Regions from separate parts of the Mus musculus genome. Here region 1 is linked to region 2. The links are chromatin contacts, called in public Micro-C maps. All regions are on one chromosome and are shown on one strand. Each heading gives the region's core, a stretch centred on a gene start, on an enhancer-like site or on the middle of the called end of the contact. The rest is flanking DNA. Distances are from core to core; before and after follow the strand shown.

Evidence for each region. A called contact is a pair of places that touch in the nucleus more often than the background predicts.
Region 1: a contact with region 2 is called in a Micro-C map of embryonic stem cells, with 2.3 times the contacts expected there. The contact joins the enhancer-like site here to the promoter of Nrf1 in region 2. A contact is called at or near these places in 4 of 39 promoter capture datasets (cranial neural crest, fetal liver, liver and 1 more), 3 of 484 Hi-C or Micro-C datasets (all in embryonic stem cells), 4 of 115 datasets of contacts at active chromatin or transcription factors (the HPC-7 cell line, embryonic stem cells and neural tube) and 1 of 9 other capture datasets (adipose tissue).

What each region holds. Positions count from the first base shown.
Region 1 is chr6:30,157,920-30,161,282 of GRCm38.p6, forward strand. Mirc35hg (microRNA cluster 35, host gene) reads right to left here. Exons shown (of 2, transcript NR_126540.1): 2 at 721-1,706. Among named protein-coding and RNA genes, the nearest start is that of Mir182, 6.4 kb to the right of the region's middle. Within about 2 kb of position 1,807, at least 12 of the 459 cell types and tissues checked have an H3K27ac peak or open chromatin away from gene starts, as enhancers often do. A contact at or near this core is called in embryonic stem cells, where this site is marked.
Region 2 is chr6:30,046,361-30,049,280 of GRCm38.p6, forward strand. Nrf1 (nuclear respiratory factor 1) reads left to right here and starts at 1,628. Exons shown (of 12, transcript NM_001164226.1): 1 at 1,628-1,753.

The DNA of each region.
Region 1 (3,363 bases), core at 557-3,056, 110 kb after region 2:
ACACACACACACAAATACAAATAAAATAAATTGGATTGTTGTTGTTTTTGAAAGTCCTATCCAGAGGCAGGGAAAGGCCCAGGGCCACCAGCAGGCATCACTTCCAAAGCTCTTCCCCAGCTGTGACTGAGCTGGCTCCTGTCCTGGCATTACAGCTCGTGAGCACTCTCTGCAGTGGGCCAGGGTAGACCCTCTGCCGAGCACTCGGCCAGGCTTCATTGTGCCCTTGTCTGATCAGTCTCAACACCCAGCACGGACCCTGCCATCCAGCTAAGACAGAAGGGCAGGATGGCAGGACTGCCTCATGTGTGAAGGGTTGAATCCTGCTGGTGGCCAGGCTTCCTCATCCCATCTGCTACAGTCGGAGGCTTCAGTGAGCTCAGCGGCCAGCTGGGAAGCCTGCCTCGGTCTGTTACGTGCCCACTGTGACCTGATCAGTGGCGACCTGTAGCTCACACCCAGTCCAAACCCAGAAGCAGACAAGTGTCGAGGACAAGAGCACCAGGGAGCACGGAGCTTGATAACCAACTAGAGCCTGTGGGCTCTATCATCAGTAACTCAGGGTGGTCTTTATAACAGCGTGCCCCGTTAGCACCATCCCTCTAAGCTCTTACATTTTACTGACAGGAAGGCTCATCTCACTGGGTACTGTTGAGCACAGTGCTCACTTGTTGGTGCGTGGTAAAGGCATTCACCATCACAACCCAATCTTAGAACAGTTTTATTTTTCCAGGAAGAGGCTACTTTTAAATACTTAAGAAGAATGACTTGAAGCAGGTTCCATAAAAGATGTATACAATGACATTTAAAAGGGTAATACATGAGTGAGAAGCCAGGGTCCAGAGGAGGCCACACATTTGCCAGCTTGGGTCAACCTGGGTGGAATTATGGTCTGGGCAAATAAATGGTGTCACTGGTTCACACAAGACAGGAAACATTGTAACAAAAACCAACCAAACAAAAACTCCTTTGCAAAGATACTCTGAGAAGGGCTAAACTCCCAAGTGCCTGTTCCCAGGTTGTAACTCTAGGGGGGAAGGCTGAAGGGGACAAAGATGGTGAGCCAGGCAGCGGTCCTTCTGAAATGGTTGCCACAAGAAATGATGCAGGGGTTTCCTCCTTTGCCGGGAGATGCGGTGAGGACAAAAATTTCTTCCTGCATCAGAGCCCAGATTCTCAGGAGACACACCAACCTAGAAGCAGGCACTGCAAAACCTGTTCCAGGAAGCCTTGGATACATCTAAGACCCTCAAGAAAGTCAGTGCTGCCGGGCGGTGGTGGCGCACGCCTTTAATCCCAGCACTTGGGAGGCAGAAACAGACGGATTTCTGAGTTCGAGGCCAGCCTGGTCTACAAAGTGAGTTCCAGGACAGCCAAGACTATACAGAGAAACCCTGTCTCGAAAAAACAAAAAAAAAAATAAAAAAATAAAAAAAAAAAAGAAAGTCAGTGCTGCTCTTTCCTTTGGTCTTAGTGAAGCGCTTAAAGATTTTTCCCATCCCTTTCCCTCCCTTGCCAATGCCGGAGGTTCTGGACCAAGACGAGAGCCGTGCATGAGGTTGACGCTCCTTGCACCCAACACTCCAGGACCTGCCGTCCTCGGAGGACACTCAGTGTGATGAACTCTAGTTTGAGTCTGAAGCTCTCAGGTGGACAGACTGGATGGTGGAACATTATTTACAGTTGTGGAATTCACTCCGGAAGTCCTTTAGGAGATAAGAAGAGAGTCAGTCAGGCATAGCAAAGCAGTTCAGTCAAGGAAAACCATCCGCAATTCAAATTCAGATCAAGATGCCTAGAAAGGCACCTCAGGGTAACAAAAGTCTCCTTTCAACACAATTGAGTCTGCTCTCCAGAAAGGACAAGCCCTGCCCTACCCCACCCCATCCTGTGAATGTAAGGGGTACCTGCCGCTCCTCCCCCCAATCTCCACTGACAGTTGGCCTTCCTCTTCTGGTCCTGTGCCCTCCACTGCCCATCAGGACAGGATGTCATAGGGGCTGGGGAGCACATACAGGAGAGTTCTAGGTATGAGCTCTGGCTGGGAAGAGGGAGTCTTAATGGCTGCCTCTACCACCAACCATCCCTGGGCCTGCTAATCTGCCTTTCCAGCCAGACTTTTTATTTCAGGCAACTGTGGCAGAGCCACTGCACAGGGATGCCTGTAATAGAGCTCTCAGAACCCATATCCAGGACAAGCTCCTATCTGGGATGAACCCACTTTCAAATAAAGAATCAGCTCACAGCATCTGCAGTGTGAAAGAAGACACATCCATTCTGTGAGACTCCCTCCTCCCCGCAGTACTTGCACACATTTAGGGGACAAGCTAGCTGGATGGTACCTGGGGCACAGCTGTGGAGCCTGGGAGCTAAGACCCAAACACAGTTCTGATGTCAACAAGTCTCAGCTGATACACTCCCCATTGAGACCAGCAATCCACTGTGGACCCCCCCCCCCCAGCCCGTGGCAAGGCTGAGAGATCAGTCATCCATCTAAAGCCAGGGGCCCAGCCACCAGTAAGGATGACCTGGGGTGCAGAGGGGCGCCTGTAGCCTCCCTTGTTTTAAAGCGATTGTAAAAGACCTCCATTTTCCATCTTTTCTAGTAAGCTTTTCCTGGAGACGGCTGACTTATCTCTAAAGACAAAATACATGACCATTTCCAGGACAGCCCTCGTCACAGACTCAAAAGCTGAGATGTGTGGGTTTTTTTCCCTGTGCTGGAGCTTAAACCCATGACCTCATCTGCCTAGGCAAATTCTACCACAGAGCCACACCTCCAAAGACAGAGGATATTTTTAAACATCTCTTTAAATGTACAATAATTAAGTTAGTAACCCACAACAGTCCCCCAGGTACCCAAACTGCCACTGGTCTGGTCCAAATCTGAAGGTGCCAGGATCTTACCAAGGCACAGGGATGGTCCACCTCCTCTAGTGCTGTCCCACGTGGGTACATGCTCTGCCAAAGTCACCAGGTCTCCTGGAGTCCTTCAGCAGTTCCATCTCTGAATCTCAAGGACTTGCCCTTGTGCGATTGATTTTCTTCTCCGCTAACTGGCCTGCATCTTTGCTCTCAGGTATCAGCTCGCTGGCTGTAACCTAACAGCCTGTGCCATTTCCCACCCTCAGCTGACATTTTAAAAATACCAAACAAAACAAAAAAACAAGGCCTCACTCTATAGTCCAGGCTGCCTGGATCATAAAATCCTCCTGCCTCAGCCTATGGGGTACTAGATTCCAAGTCTGCCAGTGTGCCTGGCTTCTACTGACAGGGTCAGGTTGTCTTATTATAGGATGCTGATCCACATCCTTGGCCTCTGCCATGATGCCAGTGGCTCATCCCCTGTAGTCAAGACAACAG
Region 2 (2,920 bases), core at 378-2,877:
CAGAGTCTAAGTGCAGCACCTCCACACGAAAGCAGCCTGGACCAAAGTCAGAAAGAGGCAACAACGCTTTAAAGATGTCATTGGATGGCCAGGCAGAGGGTCCATGTCTTTAATCCCAGAACTTGGAAGGCAAGGACAGGATAAAAATCTCTGAGTTAGAGGCCAGGCCAGTCTGGTCTTTATGGTGAGTTTCAGGCCATCCTGGGCTACATAGTTGAGACCCTATCTCAAAAAAAAAAAAAAAAAAAAAAAAAAATCATTGAGGCAAAGAGGAAAGAGCAGACATTATTCCTACAGGGATGGGTAGTGACAGTGATATCGGTTTGATTTAGAAAACATTAAGGGTGCCAGGCAGTGGTGGCGCACGCCTTTGATCCAAGCACTGGGGAGGCAGAAGCACGCAGATTTCTGAGTTTGAGGCCAGCCTGGTCTACAGAGTTCTTGGACAGCCAAGCCAGGGCTACACAGAGAAACCGTCTCTAAAAACCAAAAAAAAGGAAAAAGAAAAAAAAAGAAAGGAAGGAAGTAAGGAAGGAAGGAAGAGAAAAGAAACCGTTAAGGGAAAAAGGCATTCAGTTAAGCTGGGCAGTGGTGGCACACGCCTTTAATCCCAGCACTGGGGAGGTAGAGGCAGATGATCTCTGGGTTGGAGGTCAGCTTGGTCTGCAGAGTGAGTTCCAGGACAGCCTGGTCTACACAGAGAAATCCTGTCTTGGACTAAAAAAAAAAAAAAAAAAAAACTACATAAGACAAAGGTATCCAATTAAAAAAATGTTTGCTTATTTGTTAAGCTGTTTTCTGACACCATGTGGGGCATTTATCTAGTGCACATTAAATCTCCCAGAAGTGTTAAAAATGCAGATTCTAGGTTTCAGTTGGAGCTGGGACTCCCGGTGGTTCTGATGGGGGCTCCTGATGACATAACAAAAGCAACCCAAACTACCCCATGTCCCCAACCTTTCATTTTCCCACTGTCTGCTCACTTGTTAGGCATACTAGGATACCCTATTGCTTCATCTAAGCGCCGAGAAAGCAAGGGCAAGAACTTACTTTTTTATTTTTATTAAATAGAGCCTTGGTTTGCTAACAGGTGCACTTCGGAGCACCCATAACAGCATCCAGTACGGAAAGGGGCCCTTTAGAAATGTTGGTCTAAGGAACGAGAGAATAAATTACCATATTGCTTTGTACCAAAGTTCCCCGTTTACAGATCTGGTTGGGGCTTTGAAACAGAGAAACAAAGCGCATTTCAGAGAGGGGTCGAGGCGACTACGCAAAGGCGCGCCGAGTAAAATGTGGGGGAGCCGCTTTGGAGCGGAGGTCTCAGTTCCCCGCGCTCGGCTCCGAGCGGAGGGCTCCTTCGGATTAGCAACCATCTTGGGCGGCATGAACCACTTCGCCGCCGCGTCCGCGACTTGCTCAGCCGGTTGCCCTCCTGGTCCGGGCCCCGGCCAGCGCTGCCGAGCCGCACCAGAGGCCGACGAGGCGGCCGGGGGTCTCAGAGAGCGCCGCCGAGAGCCCCCTCCCCGGAGCCGCAGAGCCGTGCTGGCCTCGCCATCATGGCGGTCTCCGGGCGGGGAAGCCGAGCCGTGCGTCGCGTGCGTGCCTCCTCCCTCCCCTCCCCCTCCTCGGCGGCGGCGGCGGCGGCAGAGGCGGCAGCGCTCGCCATTGCCGCTGGTGGCAGGAGGCTGCGAGGAGCCGGCGCGGTCGCAGTCTCCACGGCGCAGGCCCACGGTAGCGCAGCCGCTCTGAGGTGAGTGCCCTACCGCGCAATCTCCAGCTATTTCAGCCCCGGCGCAGCCGCAACACGCCGCCCGCCCGCCGGCCGGCCGGCCCGCCCCGCAGCCGGCACCCTGCCGCCCCCGGCTCGGGGCCTGGGCCCCCGCCGGATTCGGCCTGCCTGGGGCGGGGGGCCCGGGCCCGGGCCCGGCCCAGCCAAACCGCCACCCCGAGGATGCGCAGGCCGCACTAGGCCCCGGGCGTCCTGGCGGGCTCGGTAGGGAGGCGGCTGCCCTCCCGAGAGCCCCAGGGTTCCGGCCTCCCCTACCGCCTCGGGTTCTCCCGGCCGCGGCCTCCTCCGCGCCGTGGAACCCCGGGCCTGGTCTTCCTTCTGCGGGCTCGGGAGCCGGCGGCCCGGGAGAGCGCGCCGGGCCCGGGAGCGGGAGGTGGGTGGGCTGCGCGGGACCGGAGCGGCGGCTCGGCGCTCGCCCCCTCGGCTCTTCCCGGCTCTGGCCCGCCGGTGGCTCGGTGCGGCCGGGCGGGGCGCGGGAGTGGCTGTCTCTGGCGGGAGAGGAGGCTGGTGGTTCGGCCGGGCGACCTCCGAAGCTTCCCTCCCGCCGGGGTGGCGTGGGATGGTTACCCAGGTGGACTGGGGGGCGCTGAATATGGCGCGCTGCCCACCTTCTTGCAAGTTGTGAGGAGGCGCCTAGGCGGCAGTTCGAGGAGGAGGAGGAGGGCGCAAAGTCCTTTTGTACGCAGAAATAAGGAGCGACATTGTGTTTTTCCTCTCCGGCGGAGATACCCACCGAGGGGCCTGGGTTCTTCCTGGGACTGGCGTGGTGGTCTCCGGGGGACAGGAGGGGGAGGTGGCGCACCCCTTAAGAAGGAACGGAGCCTTTGCCTCGGATAAAACAGGGGGTCTGGGGTGGTCTTGTGCTTGATTCTCTCCCACATCTCCCAGGCTTTCGTGGATTCGTGGGTTTGCCATTGCATGTTCTGTAGTGATGTCCACTGTTTCTCACCTGTTGTGTCGTTGCTGCTGGCCCCAAACTTTGTTCGGTGCATCTGACTACCCACCAGAACTTGAAAATGTTAAACATACATTAATGTTGTTAGAGCTTCAAAGGCTATCTGCTCTGACCAGTTGGAGGAGCTGTTAGCAGGTCATCCCCATCTTCCCTGCCATTAAAGTATCTTGTAC